3 separate regions of the Mus musculus genome follow, and regions 2 and 3 are each linked to region 1. Evidence: chromatin contacts called from public Hi-C and HiChIP or PLAC-seq data. All regions are on one chromosome and are shown on one strand. The core of a region is the stretch at or near the end of the contact, and the rest is flanking DNA. Distances in the headings are between cores, read along the strand shown.

Region 1 (4,954 bases), core at 1,408-3,907:
CCCACCCACCCCAAACTGTATATAAGCTCCTATCCAGAAGGAATAGAGTTGTGTGAGAATGACTCCATCATCTGAGAGCATCCGTCACAAGAGCTGTAGCACTGCCTGGGAAGAGAACGCTCTCCCGAAGCTTTTGAGAGCAGAAGCTCCCCTGCTCTCTGCTCGCCAGCCAGCTTGGCGGGTGTAGACAGCACAGTAACAGTAGCAGCACTAGAAGGCGGGTGGAGTCATTTCCCCCTCCCTGCTCATACCCCTACCCCTTCACTTGAACCCTCCCGCCAGGCCAAGGCAAACGCCTCCACAGATAGGGTCTCCGCAGATAGGTTAGGGTGGGGGGTTGGAGGAGGGTCATCCAAGGAAATCCTGAGAAGAGAGTCTCTTGTCTTCAGCTCCTGCCTCGAAATGTGACCAGAAGCCCAGACTAATATGAGTGAGTACTCAGCCTCAGGCTTAAACCTGCATGGCTGTGAACCAAGTATATCTCTTTTTAGTTTGTAAATGGTTTCTTTTAAGTGTGCTTGGTAATGACTCGAGAATGCCGAGTAAGGGTCTGAGTAGGAATGAGGAAGGATCAGGGTTAACAGCAGGCAAGGCTGATGGGAAACTCTTTCCCTTCAGCCCAAGCTGCTTTCCTGAGCCTGAGTAAGGTCTCCTGCTTTCCTGAGCCTTGCTTTCCTTTTCAAACACCTCCCTCCCAGCTTGAGTTAATCCGAAAGTAACAACAATGGAAGTAAGGCTTCCATTTGCAGTATTCAGCCATCTTGTCTCATGCCCTAAAGCATTCAGAGAAAAGCCAGCTCTAGGTTTGGTGCAGCGTCGGTCCATCAGGGACCCAGAACATATCCATCTTCTTGCTACCCTGTCATCACAAGATGGCTGTCACACTGCTCCACCATATGTTAAGGCAGGGAGAAAGGAAGCAAGGAAAAAGCCAACATAACCTCCCCCACTCCTTAATCCAGGGAGGAGGTTTTCTTAAAATTCTCCCTAGTAGACTCAGCAGCATAGTTCAAGATACTTAGCCAGCAGCCTGGTGTGGACCCTGGATAATCAGGACAGCTCATACACTAGTTGCATCATGGAGAGAAGTCTTAGAGCCGCTCCTCTGGTCTGATGTCACCTTGTATGTGGTGGATTGTAGGAAGCTGGAGGGGAGCCAGCAGAGGGGGAGGGCAGTGTTTGTCACTGGACACAAACGTGTTTTGGAGTTGTTACAACGAGTGTGCCACTGTAGTGTGTTCTAGCTCTGCATCAGCCCCCACTTCTGTCTCTATTCTACAGGCTTTGAGCAAAATGGTGTATGCCACCCTCAAAATATGAGGAATAGCTGAAGAAACCTGTATTCTGCATCTTCATCTGCCAACCTCTGGAGACCACTGACCTATAAACTCCATAAACTCCGGCTTTCCCAGACTGTCCCATGCTGGACTCATGAGCACCTTGACACAAGTCTTTGGGCTTCACTCTGTGGGGAGCCGCACTCACATTTGCCATTATAAGATGGCGCTGACAGCTGTGTTCTAAGTAGTAAATAATCTGCACATGTGCAGGGGCAGTTTTCCCGCCATGTGCTCTGCCTTTTTTGTGATGACAACTGGGCCAATGGGCTGCAGCCAATCAGGGAGCGACACGTCCTAGGCGGAGGATAATTCTCCTTAAAAGGGACGGGGTTCTGGCACTCTTTCTCTTCGCCTCTTCGTCTCTTCGTTTCTTCTTCTCTTCATCTCTTCGCCTCTTCGTCTTTTCCTCTGCTCTCTTCCTCTGCTCTCTGCCTCTCTCCCTCTCTGCCCCTCTCTCTGCCTCTCTCTCTGCGTCTCTCTGTGTCTCTCTCTCTCTCTCTTCCTCTCTGCCTCTCTCTGCCGCGCTCTTCCTCTCTTGCTCCTGAGTAAGCAATAAAGCTTTGCCGCAGAAGATTCTGGTTTGTTGCGTCTTTCCTGGCCGGTTGCGAACGCGTGTAAGATCACTCCTCTAGCAACATTCAGCTAATGGAACATCCCCATGTTTTGTGTAGCTCCTCTGAGCTCAGCACAAAATGGAGAATTCCCTTTTTCTAGCAGGGCTTCCACTTCTCTGACTACCCCCCCATCCTCTACCTGAGGAAGGTAATGGGGTCCTTGGCAAACCTACAAATTCCTCTCCCTACACCCCATAAGAACCTGCCCAGCAAATACCTGGGATTCCTGGAGAGCTTTTCCACACAAAAGAGGCGTTCCCAGTTCACTGAGCTCCAGCCAGTCATCAACATTCACCCTGAAAACTCCTCTCCACTCTCCAAAGTTCATATACAGCCCTTGTCCACCCAAATAAAGTAAGTGAGCACCAGCTATTTCACTGAAGACCATCTAAGAGCCACTTCATTGGGAGTCATCTAAAAGAGCTGTAAGACTAAAATCGCCAGAGAAGGCCTTCCTTGGTGAAGCCCTCCACCCCATGCCCACATGTGAGTTCAGCTGGACTGAGAGCCAGTCCCAACCTGTTCCAGACTCCACTTCATCCTTCAAGCCTGGTGCCTGGACACCCTGAGGGAGGAAACAGAGGACAGAGAAGCACTTCTGGCACCCAACGCGGCCCACAGCTGGAGGAAGCTAACATACACCTGGGAGGATGCTGGTACTTGATGGGCTGGGCTATGTCACAAGAGGGTGTGGTACAGACCTTTGATGGGCTGGGCTATGTCACAAGGGAGTGTGGTACAAATGCTTGCCATATAATGCTTTGCTATTGCTCTCCTGGTTGGGTCACCAATCTTTAGACACTTAAATTGTCTAAATGTAAAGAGAATTAATGTCACTACAGGCTGCTAAAGAGCAGAAGTTACTGTTGGCATGACCTGGCAATAGCCAGGTATGCCTGGCTCACTCTAAAAGGGTCTGCATGTCTCTTCCTCGCTGTCTGATCCTCTTTCTTACTACCTGCCCCTTCTCCCGCTCCCCCCTTCCTCTCCCCATGTGTTCCTGGCCTGCTTCTCCCTCTCCTCTCCCCACCTCCCGCCTTTCTCTGCCTCCCACCTTCCCCATGCCCTAAATAAACTCCATACCATGCCTCAGGGGGAGGGGATGCCTCAGCGGGGGCCTGTGGAGGCAGCCCTTCCACCTCACCCACCATACAGCGCCTCTACCAACACGGGTGCTGTGCCTGGGATTTAGAAACTCACAGGTTGCATGAGCTCATATTTCCGTGCTGCCACATGGACTTTGCAGCCATGGGATGGATCTCTTGCTAGACCTCTCCACCCAAGCACTGGAGAATTGGTAAAGCTCCCTACTCTCACTGGTCAGCATAAACGCCCTCTGGTCCCAAGGGAGGGCTGTTGAGCTTGCAGCCACCCCGTGGTGTCCTGGTCTTCTTACTGATGCTTCGTTCTCGGACCTCTACCCCTGGGTGAGTGCTCTCTCTGTCTCTGTCTCTCTTTCTCTGACGGTTTTTCTCTTGGCTTCTCTTGCACACTGCTGAAAAAATCCTACGCTTAGGCAAACCATCCTCCCTCAGGCTCTGAGCCCCACACACAGCTCGTGCACTGGTCCCGCAGCTCAGCTGCTAGTTCACTGCGTGGCTGGTGATCTGTTTTGGCTGCCTCTGTTTCTAGCTATCACATTTGTACTAGAGACACCGGGGAACGGGGAAGTCACTTGCTCCTATTCTCACCCAGAAGGGAATATCTTTGCTAGCACGTCTCCTGGTTAAAATTTGGCCCCTATACCCATCAAAGAATAACTCTAAATGGCCGTTTACTGGAACTTTAATAGCAAACTTTTACAACTCTCTAGCTAGCGATCTGTAGACCATTCCCTACCCCACGTTTTCTTGCTGCTTGCTCTCCACTCCCGGTTCCCTGCTCCCCTGATTCTGCCGCCACCACGTACTTTCCATCCGCCCCTCACTCTCTGTTCAGGGCGGTGCTGCCTGACAATCCTGAGCTCTCCACATTCCCCCTTGCTGTCTCCCTCCCTGTTTGACCTGACTCCACAGCAGCCAGTTGACTAGAGCTCTGGCAGCAAGGACACAGCTGCAGCTACGGCCCCCCAGCCCCGCCTACTCAACCCTGCCACCCAGTGCTCTGTGGCACGGCGTGATCTCTCGCGCGCGCCCCACCGCCCTGAGTGCCTGGAGCACACTTGCTCTCCAACCTGAGCAGAGTTGCTAGAAGACAGAACGCTGCTTCAGGCGCTGCTCTCTACTCTTGACCCCCATGCTGATATTCTGCTCTGCCAAGCCACAGGCACACTCCCGTAGCCATCGCTTGCCGCCAAGCCACGCCCCTCACGCTGCACTGCTTAGATTCATCAGTATGTTTGTCTTTGTAATGCTTCTGTTGTTCCATTCTAAGTCACACAGGCACATTCCTACAGCTCCATTCTAGGGGATAACAGTGACTTTTAGCGCCATCTTAACTAGGGGAAGTTCTGTGACTGTCTTTGTTGTAGGCAGATAAGGTTTTGCTATGCTATTGCTTCAGTGCCATCTTAGATGAGGGCAGTCATGTGGCTGGTTGTAGCTTCAGTGCCATATTTGTTACAGGCAGTCCCCAGTTCGCTGCCTTTAGGAGTGCAGCTTGCCAAAGTCACTTAGCAATTAAGATACAGTTTTCCCGTCTATCCTGCTTTGGTAAATAATGATTTCTAAACATTTAAAAGTTAAAGACCACTGCCTTAAATATATGTTTCTAGCCTTGTTTTTGCTACTGCCATTAAGTTCCAATGTGCTTTCTTTATTTGCTAGATGTGTTCTAGAACAAATAATTAAACAAACAGCGGTTGTCTAACTCAGATATGCATAATAGATACTGGCTCTCAATCTTGTCAGAAATCTGATAAATGTAATGTTAAATGTTTTAACTTATTATGATAGATAGAGACTTCCAAATCTTGACAGTTTACCCCCCCCCCCCCCAGGTCTCCGAAGAAGATATGGGCACAGTGACAAGATTCTACCTGGACTGTGGTATGATAACCAC
Region 2 (4,954 bases), core at 1,742-4,241, 350 kb after region 1:
AACACCATTGACAAAATGAATTATATATGTTTTAGGAAATGATTTCTTAACTTCCAATAAAACCTAATCTATGAATTTTCTGACCTTTACGAAGTCTCTTTAAAACCCATTTTTATTTACTCTAAATGTGTTATTGTAAATCTCTAGCAAGGGCCTCGAAGCATGCCTGGGCCCAACACACAACTTCTTACCCCAGAGAGTTCTGTCAAGGTAAGCTGAACTGACTCAAGGGGAAGCTGCCTAGCGTCTGAAAGCAGGGTAAAATTTTTCAAATAAGGCTATGCCCTCATAAAAGGGCAGGGAAGCAGAAAAGCGCATCCAACAATCTTCAGATTCTGACGCATTATCTCTTTGTGTCTTATACAACAAGGCTAAAGCAGAAGCATTCAATATAGACCACAGTAAATCAGTGGAAGAGGGGGGCCTCCCCGCAGGGAGAGTGGGCTGAAACAGGGTCGTAGCACACCCTGGGGCAGGAACAGGGGGGCGGGTACCTGGAAGTCCTATGGATCCTTTATGATTGTTAGGGATGGTTTTAAAGGTCAGGCCATTGTCATAGTTATCTTGATACAATCTTAGGCCCCAGGTGAGAGGGCGAGAACTTTCTCAAGCCTCTAAGTTCCTCCTCTTAGCAGTAAATTTTATGATCAGTGGATTACACCATCCCTTAGTGGGCTGTAAGGGCCAGGCTGCAGGCCAATGTGTTGAGGAAATTTCTGTCGCATCTGCCCCGGTATCTAGGAGCCCTTGAAACTGTTTGTCCTCTAGAAACAAAGTCGGCATGGGCCATGAATCAGTTATTTTCTGTGCCCAGTAGACTTCTGAGGATCCCAGGGAGGATAGTCCTCACTCCTCTTTCATATAAGGGAAATGGCCGAATAGTGGGAGTGGTAAGGCTTGGGCTATGTGCTCTCCAGCCCTAAGGGTAAGTGGTTCCTGTGTGGCGGTGACTAAGATTTTTATCTCCCCATGGTAGTCGGTGTCAACCACTGTAGGAGTCACCATTAGGCCTTGTAAAAGTCTGGACACTCGGCCGATGATGAGAAAAAACGTCTTTTGAGGAGGGGGCCCAAATTCACCTGTGTTAACTGCTGTTAATTGAGGCATATAATAATCAGGGGTGCCCCAGGCGGCATTTGCACCCAATGTGAGGACACAGATGTCTACTTCTAACTTGGGCCAATGGGGCTCGGCACCAATCTTGGAGCTGGAGTTAGAGCAGCCCCAATGGCCAGGTTAATAGACTTAGAAACTTGTTGAGAAAACACATCTACCTCATTACAGAGCTTGATCATACCATTTATATTTAAACTCTTGGTTTTACCTCTCAGGGCAGCCCTACATGCTGAATTGGCATTTTCAAGAGCAAGTTGTCAAACTAACAGACCCTCACTTTCCTTAGGTCCCAAAATTTTCTCAGCTGCTTTCTGGCAACGAACTGCGCATAGGACTCTTGGGGCCCTTGTATAATCTTGGTTAGGGGCATAGTTAGCGCCCTTGCTGCAGGGACAGCGCGCCAAGCTCTCAGGGCCGCTTGTGCTGTCTGGGCGAGGACAACAGGGGAGAGCCCTAATTGTTTTATGTCTGTAGCGAAATTGCCTTAACCACAGATTTTGTCAGCAGTTCAGGAGGCTGTCTTCCACAAACTCTGACTTTCAAGTTAAATATTGGCCTCTAGTGAGGACAGACTGAATAACTTTATTCCATTCATTGGGTATCAAGTAGCCTTCTGCTAAACCTTCTAATAGAGATACTGTGCGCCGGCAGCTTAGTTTTGCTTTTGTGAGATGGCGATTGGGAGCTTTCTAAAAAATCTTCAGTAAGGGCTAGGAGGCAAGCACCTTTTCCGCCCTTTTCTGCCTGCTCAAGGAGATCTCTGATGATTCCCCAATAACTAAAAAAGGACTCATGGACATCTTCTCCTTGTTTTATTAAACTATCGATTTCTTTGTCTACTTTATTCTAAGTTTCAGAACCATTTAATACCAGCCATGGACATTTCTTGTCCACAAAACAAAAATATATTATTAAATTCCCCCCTTTTTTAAAAACTCTTATCCCTCCCTCCTTAAGAGAACCCTTTATCTCTTCACTAAATGCCCCATGGTTAATGGGACAACAACTGAATGCCTAGGCTTACCTCCCGACGTCCGTACTCAACACTCGAGTGAAGTGTCAGTGGACTGTCCCACTGTTTCTCTGCGCGGTACCTCTTTAATCCTTAATCCGTTGTCCGGAGGGCAGTCGTACCTCGTGCCCCACGTTGGGCGCCACTTGACCCGTCCAGCAGGTCCAGTTATTCGAGGATCTCGAGGGGACCTCCTCCTAATAACCAAATGGGGGGTAGAGAGAGACGAGGGTCTTGTACGAATAACGACACGGAAACCGTTCTGAAGTTGTATCAAGACCCCAATGTACTGAGAAAGGTCCAAGGTTTAAATGCACAAGCAAAGGGGGAAGTACAGATACTTATCAGTGGGAGGGGTAGGGCAATACAAGCAAAAGGAGAAGTACTTATGGGAGGGGGGGCAATAGAAATTCTTTCTTTTGACAGCTACACCGGGAAGCAGGAACTTGGTGGTATCAGGGTGTGGTCAGGACAACGGTGATGACCTAGGGCTGGAACCTCCCGTGGTTCTCGGAATCCATGTGTCGGTGGCCCGCTTTTGACCCTCTTTTCTTCTCGGGGGGAGAGGCCCAATTCAGAGATCAGGACAATAGCGTTGCCTTAATGGCTCCCAACAACGTCCCCTGTGTTTTCTTGTCTCAAGGGCAAAATTACTCTCAGCAGAACAGCATCAAATCAAGAACATGGGCATAATGTTATAAGCAAAACCCTACAGTGAAGGTATGGAGGGGAGCTGTGGGCACACCCTGGTCAGACTCTGCCTCTCTGCTCATTCCTTAAATGAACCTCTGACATCTCTGCCCACAAGCAGACCGAAGGCAGTGCAGCCCTGATGTCAGATCTCAGCTGCCTTTCTCGGGTGGGGTGAGTCTGAGATGTGTGTTCTACCCCACCCCACTCCATCTGCATTTCTCTGCACTGCCCAGCTTTCCACCCTCCCCTTCCACTTCCAGAAAAAAAAAAAAAGAAAAAGAAACAAAAAACAAAAAACTACACATTTGAATCCTTTCCCTAGACCTGCTTCTGGGAAGCTCCAAACTCAAACGCCACAGAAAGATAGCCTCAGGCCTTCAGGATTCTTCTACATAAACATTGCCCCAAACTCCGCTGCAGATGATGAAATATTCTAGACCTTTGTTAGAGCTATGACCACATAGATAGCCACTAGGCACAGCTGGCTTCAGAGTGATGCTTTGTAGCTGATATGACTGAAAACCTTCATTTTACACTTTTACTGAATTTTAATGAATTGCTATGTAAGGGTTTGTTATTTGCCGAGAAATGATACTCGAGACTCAAATAGTTTGCAAAAGCAAGGAGCATTTCATTCTGCAGAAGACCAGCATGCGGGGGTCCCTCATTCCAAGATGGAGAGACCCCAAAATGAGCTTGCAGGCCCAATTTAAAGCACAGTAGGGAATTTCCAGGGTAGGTGACCTCTATCTTAATCTGTTGGGTCATCTCTAGGAACATTCCAGAACCATTGCTGGGGGTGGAAACTGTTGCAGAGGAAGTCAGGAAACTGCTGCTGACCCATTGCCCTTGCCTCAGGCCAGGTGGAGGGGCAGCTTCTGGTGGCAGGGCAGTTTCTGACTAGCTGCCTGAAGCCTGTTTTTTTTTTTTTTTTCTTCAGTAACTGACTTGCCTGGGCTTGCCCAGTTCTTAGAAACAGAGATTTAGGCCTAGTCTCCTTAACTGACCATTTAAAGGCTGTCTTGGGATCAACCTATCTCATCCCTCTCTGCTATAGTAGTATTGGTATGTACTGTGTGATTACTGTGTAGCAATACCTACAGACATGTCTTTTGGTTTCTACCCATCCTTGGAGAAGCAGAGCTATTTGATCTATAAAAAATAAAGGCTGGTGGGGTGGGGAGAAGACTGGCTTTGGGCAGTTCTTCTTTCACCTGTTTTTCTAGAAGGAAGCACACAGTTGGAGGAGCATGATTTCCCTTAAGGCAGATGTCCACACCATCGTGAGGGAGGGACTGATAAATGATTGACAGACCTACACTATCCATGAAACTGGTACCACTCAGGATGCCTGTAGGTCCTGTGTTAGACCAAATAAAATGATGCCAATTGTCTTAGTTAGAATTGCTATTGCTGTGATAAAAACCATGGCCAAAAAACCCCCAAGTTTTTGAGGAAAGGGCTTACACTTTCAGCTCACAGCCCATCTCGGGAGGAAGTCAGGACAGGAACTTAAGCAGGGCTAGAACAAGTGGGAATGTGTGACCTTAGAGAACATAAGATGACCACTGAAAGACCTTGCTAGAATAGCATGCTGGGGATCTTCCAGATAGAAAGTTGTGACAAACACTCCCATCCCGGAATGACTCAGCAAAACAAGCTTTACAAGAAAGCAAGGCATGTGCAGATAACCTGATATTTCAGTTCCCTCTTCTGGTGACTAAGACCTCACCTCACCCAGGGCCATCAGTGCTGCTTAGGGAAGGTCATGAAACACCTGCCTCTCCGGAAGGGAGAGGGTAATTATCATTTCTAAAGGGGGAATGAAAAGGTCAGTTTGGGCCAACAATGGGCTTAAACCAACTCCTGTCATTACCAAGGTCTACCCTTAAACTGTATAAAAAGTGTGTGCTTAGAAGATTCAGGGTCACCTCTGCTCCAATTGCAGGACAGCCCTGGCATGCTGGATCAATAAACCTCTTGCTTCTTGCATCAATCTCTGTCTCTGTGTTTCTGTGAGTGGGACATCCCAGATATAAGGCTCTTTGGGTCTTACAAACATAGAGGCAGGAGCTGATGCAGAAGCTACGGAGGGATACTGCTCACTGGGTGTTTCACATAGCTTGCTCAGCC
Region 3 (4,954 bases), core at 1,100-3,599, 330 kb after region 1:
CACACAGTGACACACTTCCTCCAACAAGGCCACACCTCCAAAAAGTACCACTACCTGGGCTAAGCATATACAAACCATCACAGATTTGAAATATGGAAGTTGGTCACTAAGTATTGGATCATAGGGACTCTGACTTAATCCACAGATACATTCATAATCTGATGACATCATTGCAGGTGATGGAGACTAAGAGGTAGGCCCTGGAAATCTACTCCTGTCTGTAAATGCTTTATCCTTCTCTCTGCTTCTTGCTGTCATGAAGTGAGCAGTCTCCTGTTGCCGTGATGGTTTTCCTGGCCTTAGGCCAAAGCAATCTTGGACAAAATCTTTCATAGCATGAACCTGAATAAACTGTTTCTTCTTTAAGTTCTTGATTTTAGGTATTTTGTCACAGTGACCAACACAATGAGCTATTCTAGTAGTAAACTCTTAGTCTATGCTACACACAGATAGTGTTCAAAGCACACTAGTCAAAAAACAGGGGTTAGAGAGATGGCTCAGTGGTTAAGGGAACTAGCTGTTCTTCCAGAGGACCTGGGTTCAATTCCTGGCACCCACATGGCAGCTCTCAACTCTCTGTAACTCCAGTGCCAGGGGATCTGATTCCCTCATACAGACATACATGCAGACAAAACACCAATCACATAAAATAAGAATAAATAAATCATTTTAACAAGAAAGAGAACCAAGTCTGCTATGAGATATGTCATGCATCCTCTCTGTGCTGTCTCACATCCTCCCTGTCTTGCATCCTCTCTGTCATGTCTTGCATCCTCTGTTTTACACTGCATCCACTTGGCTCTTCTTTTCTGGCTCTTCTGCCTTCTGGGGAGAGAGTACAGCACCTGTGGTGGTTTGAATATGCTTGACCCATGGGAAGTGGCACTATTAGGAGATGTGGCTTGTTGGAATAGGTGTGGCCTTTTTGGAGGAAGTATGTCACTGCATAGGCCTCGGCTTTGAGGTCTCTTAGTGCTCAAGCTCCACCCAGCGAGAGTCCTCCTAGCTGCCTTCGGATCAAGATGTTCTCCTCTCCTTCCAGCACTGTGTCTGCCTGGACACTGCCATGTTTCCTGCCATGATGATAATGGACTGAACCTCTGAACCTGTAAGCCAGCTCTGATTAAATGTTGTCCTTTGTAAGAGTTGTCTTGGTCATGGTGTCTGTTCACAGCAATGCAACCCTAGCTAAGACTGCAGCCCTGTAGGACTCCCCAGAGTCTGTGGGGCTCCCACCACTGCCCCATTGCAGGTCTGCTCTTGCTTTTATCATCTGTATTTCCTGAGAGGGGCCATGGGCATTCCTCAGTCTTCACTTCACTTCACCACCTGCCAAGGCAGAGAGCTGCTGGTTTTAAGAAAAGATGAAAATGTTGGGTTCACACTGAGTTGCCATGAGAAACATCTGCTTTCATCAAAGTAGAAGGTAAGAGAACATTCTTAATCTGTTTCAAATTATTCAGTTATGAAAGTGGAGTCAATTGAAGGTTTGCTAACTGGCCAATCAGAGATCACAGTTTTGAGCAAACCTCCCCCAGTGCATACTCCACGGGATCGCTCTCCTGAGAATGTTAGTAGGAGTGAACACCATGTTGGACATAATCCTTTGTTAATGGAGTGTAGGGCAAGGAGGGTTACACACAGTTTCTATCGCTGGGCCTATCAGAGCCTGCAAACCTGTGTTGCAGACCTCTCAGGGCATGGGATAATTTCTAAGTTGATGTTCAAGCTCCCAGATTCATATCCTTCTAAACACTCTCTGAAAAACAGATAGAAATCCCAGGGAGGTGAAACTACACTTCCTAATTATTCTAGAAAGACAATTGTGGAAGTAATTCTCTGGAAAATGCCAGAGAATTCCCTCATTCTGTGGTCATATGTGAGGATTTTAAGAGGCAGAGGACTGCAGGCTTTGGAGAAAAAGTGGCATTTATTCAGTGTTCTCTGGCCTGACCACCTGTCATAGGTGTACATAACATGTGTCCTAAAGAGAGCAGGTCATGGCCTGGCATGCTAGCAGTATTGTTATCCAGTTTTCGCTCCCGAGCAGCTATGTCCCCAATCCCACCCTCGTTACCTCCCTAGCACCCCTTCCTGTACCTCCTTCTGCCCAGCAGCAGCACAGAGTGCCTGGCCTGCCTTACACAATGTGTTCACTTAGTGGCCCACCCGTTGTTAGTGACATAAGAGTGTGGCATTGTCCTATAGCCTGCTCCATCACAGCCTTGGATGGGTGGGCATCCCAAGACTTCCCTTTCCCTCCTCCCGACTTCCTCCTGCAGACCCTGCAGAGCCTGTGGGCAGGTCTGCTGGGCTCCCCACACCCACTTCTGTCCTGTTGCCTTAGCAACGAGACTGAGAAAGTTGGGTTTCCTGGTATCCAAGGTTACAGCATTCAGCCAGCTGCTACATGCTACCAATACATATGGATCCAGTTGGTGAATCGGAGGTTTTAATTGTATACAGGCGGCATGCCTGATCTGGGTCCACACATGAGACTTTTATTAGTAACCAGAGCCCAGAGTGTAAAAAAGAGCATTGGGTTTCCTTTTCCATGTTTTGTGGTCCTCCTGGAATCAATGGGAACAGCTCCCCTCCCTCCCCAGGATCAGGGAAATAGGCTGTGAATGCAGGGGAGAGAGTGGTAGAGATGGGGGAACAGATGTGTGGGTTTGTCTACTTAGATGGATTTGCACAGTAAGAGGAGGCTTCTCTATATCTTAGAGTTACAAACCTGGGTGGCCCTTTCTGGGTCGGCTCTCAGCACGGCTTAGTCACACGTGCTCATTAGGCCATGAGTGTAAAATCACACAGGTGTCTCATGCCATCCTACCAAAACCTGAGGAACAGAAAGATGTTAAGGGGCCAAAGTGAGAGACGGAGGACTCTGGGCAGCCATCCTGTGGAACATGATCCTGCTCCAGGCAAGTGACCTCTTACTGGAAGGAAGTTTTATGTCTTCCTTGTGTTTGCTCAGAGAAATTAAAATGCCATTAGCTTCAAACCAGTTTTCAATGAAAGGTTCGAGGTTATTATGACAACATTTTCCAAGCTAAAACAACTGGTCCGATCAGAGACTCTGAAATACAAAGAGAGACAAAGCCGTAAGTCCATGTGCTTTCCCATTGATTACACTGATCCATGCAGTGCTGGGCAGTGAATGGGGGCTTGGATTGGACATGCCACGCTGCAGTTTTGGGAGTAGAGGACAGCTTGCTTGCTGGTGCCAGCTCTTGCTTTCCACAGTCTGGTGGCAAGTGCCTTTACTCTGAGCCATTCTGATGCCCTCCTCCAGACGTCCCCTGCTAAGAAATCAATTTGACGACTTTATATAAAATAAATGTAAAACAACCTCTCACCCAGCCATGTGTTCAATCAGTTGTCATCAGCAGGAAAAATACTAATGGAACCCACATTCTCCCAGGAGGTTCAGCATGTGAGCAAGGGACACCAAGGGGTAGATACCATGTGAGGGATCCCATGGGGGTAGATTCCCGCTTTTATTCACATGCTCTTTTCTTTCAAAAACTCAAATGATATTTTTACTAATCTTTTTGTGAGTATTGATACCAATGTTAATAGAAATTTCTGAGTATTGATACCAATGTTAATAGAAATTGACCATGAAACCAGACTTCTAAGAAACATACAGAATGAATATTAAGAGATCTAATTATTAAGCTCAGATTAGTAAATTCGTAAAGTCATACAGTTCCTACTTCAAAAAGTGTGATCTTTGATTTGTGAGTCATGATCCATTAAAATTTATTTATTTATTTATTTAATGTGTATGTGTATTTTCCCTGTCTAAATGGCTAAGCACCATGTGTGCAGTTCCCTGAGCGGCCAGAAGACGGCGGCAGATCACCTGGAACTTGAGCTCTCTCATGATGGCTGACATCTGTCCCCAACTTCTGTTTCAGGCTTTTTTCTGGCCTTCAAGAGTACTCGGCATGCATGAAGGTGCTGGGAACTAATTCTGGGGTCCTCTGGAAGAACTGCAATGGTACTTAACCACTGAGCCACCTCTCCAGACCCTATGATCTATTTTCTAAAGGAAATTTTATCCCACTTTCCAGGATTTAATAAGCATTTGGGTCTGCAGAAGCTGGAATTTTAAAGAATGAGACTGAATTCTTTGCACTACATCTTAAAGACATGTGATATCAGTGTGCCAAGAGCTTTGTTTTAGGGGAATCAGAAGTGGCAAATATTAGTAGTAATTTAAGTTGCTCTGAAAATTTGGGCAGCATGGCACCTGTACCATCCTGTAGGCTTTTAAGTTAATAAAATTTAATTGTGCAATTTGCTTCTTTATATCGCTTATAAAGTTATAAGTGCAAATACAAGAACACCTTCCTGTTACTCAAATTGTCGTGTTGTGGAGACAGCTGATCATCAGATAATATCCAGTACTTTTACGTTCCTTTTTTTTTTTTTAACAACAGCAACAAAATTAAGAACACATTCCACCCCACTTTGTTTTTTTTTTTTTTTAAAGATTTATTTATTTATTATATGTAAATACACTGTAGCTGTCTTCAGACACACCAGAAGAGGGAGTCAGATCTTGTTACGGATGGTTGTGAGCCACCATGTGGTTGCTGGGATTTGAACTCTGGACCTTCGGAAGAACAGTCGGGTGCTCTTACCCACTGAGCCATCTCACCAGCCCTCCACCCCACTTTGTTTAAAGGAAAACTAGATGTAGCTGTGCACATCTGTAATGCTGGCCCTTGGGGTTTGGGGGCAGGAAAAGTAGGGGATCAGGCCATCCTCAGCTGCAGTGTGAGGCCTGTGTGGACTACAGGGAGCTTTGTCTCTAAAACCAAAGGAAAGGAAGCCAAGGGAAAACAATATATGTTGTGGTGTGTGTGTGCATGCGAGTGTGTGTGTGTGTGTGTGTGTGTGTTTGTGTGCGCGCGTGTGCATGTGAAGAAAATCCTCGTAAGAC

What was found. Hi-C and Micro-C count contacts between places; a contact is called where the count stands out from the background. HiChIP or PLAC-seq counts read pairs in DNA pulled down with a chosen protein or histone mark.
Region 2: a Hi-C map of the G1E-ER4 cell line shows a contact between it and region 1, with 3 times the contacts expected there. The contact joins the enhancer-like site here to the promoter of A830021M18Rik in region 1. A contact is called at or near these places in 2 of 484 Hi-C or Micro-C datasets (both in the G1E-ER4 cell line) and 6 of 115 datasets of contacts at active chromatin or transcription factors (embryonic stem cells, stem cell-derived neural progenitor cells and trophoblast stem cells).
Region 3: a contact with region 1 is called in an H3K4me3 HiChIP or PLAC-seq map of embryonic basal ganglia, with 3 times the contacts expected there. The contact joins the enhancer-like site here to the promoter of A830021M18Rik in region 1. A contact is called at or near these places in 6 of 115 datasets of contacts at active chromatin or transcription factors (embryonic basal ganglia, embryonic stem cells, forebrain and 2 more) and 1 of 9 other capture datasets (embryonic stem cells).

The regions. Positions count from the first base shown.
Region 1 is chr15:36,723,588-36,728,541 of GRCm38.p6, forward strand. A830021M18Rik (a long non-coding RNA gene) reads left to right here and starts at 2,658. Exons shown (of 3, transcript XR_875150.3): 1 at 2,658-3,381; 2 at 4,893-4,941. It overlaps Gm41297 (a long non-coding RNA gene), which reads right to left and starts at 4,724. Exons shown (of 3, transcript XR_875152.2): 1 at 4,128-4,724.
Region 2 is chr15:37,077,525-37,082,478 of GRCm38.p6, forward strand. No RefSeq gene overlaps it. Among named protein-coding and RNA genes, the nearest start is that of Gm34724, 34 kb to the left of the region's middle. Within about 2 kb of position 2,992, at least 14 of the 459 cell types and tissues checked have an H3K27ac peak or open chromatin away from gene starts, as enhancers often do. A contact at or near this core is called in the G1E-ER4 cell line, embryonic stem cells and trophoblast stem cells, where this site is marked.
Region 3 is chr15:37,050,927-37,055,880 of GRCm38.p6, forward strand. No RefSeq gene overlaps it. Among named protein-coding and RNA genes, the nearest start is that of Gm34724, 7.1 kb to the left of the region's middle. Within about 2 kb of position 2,350, at least 57 of the 459 cell types and tissues checked have an H3K27ac peak or open chromatin away from gene starts, as enhancers often do. A contact at or near this core is called in embryonic basal ganglia and forebrain, where this site is marked.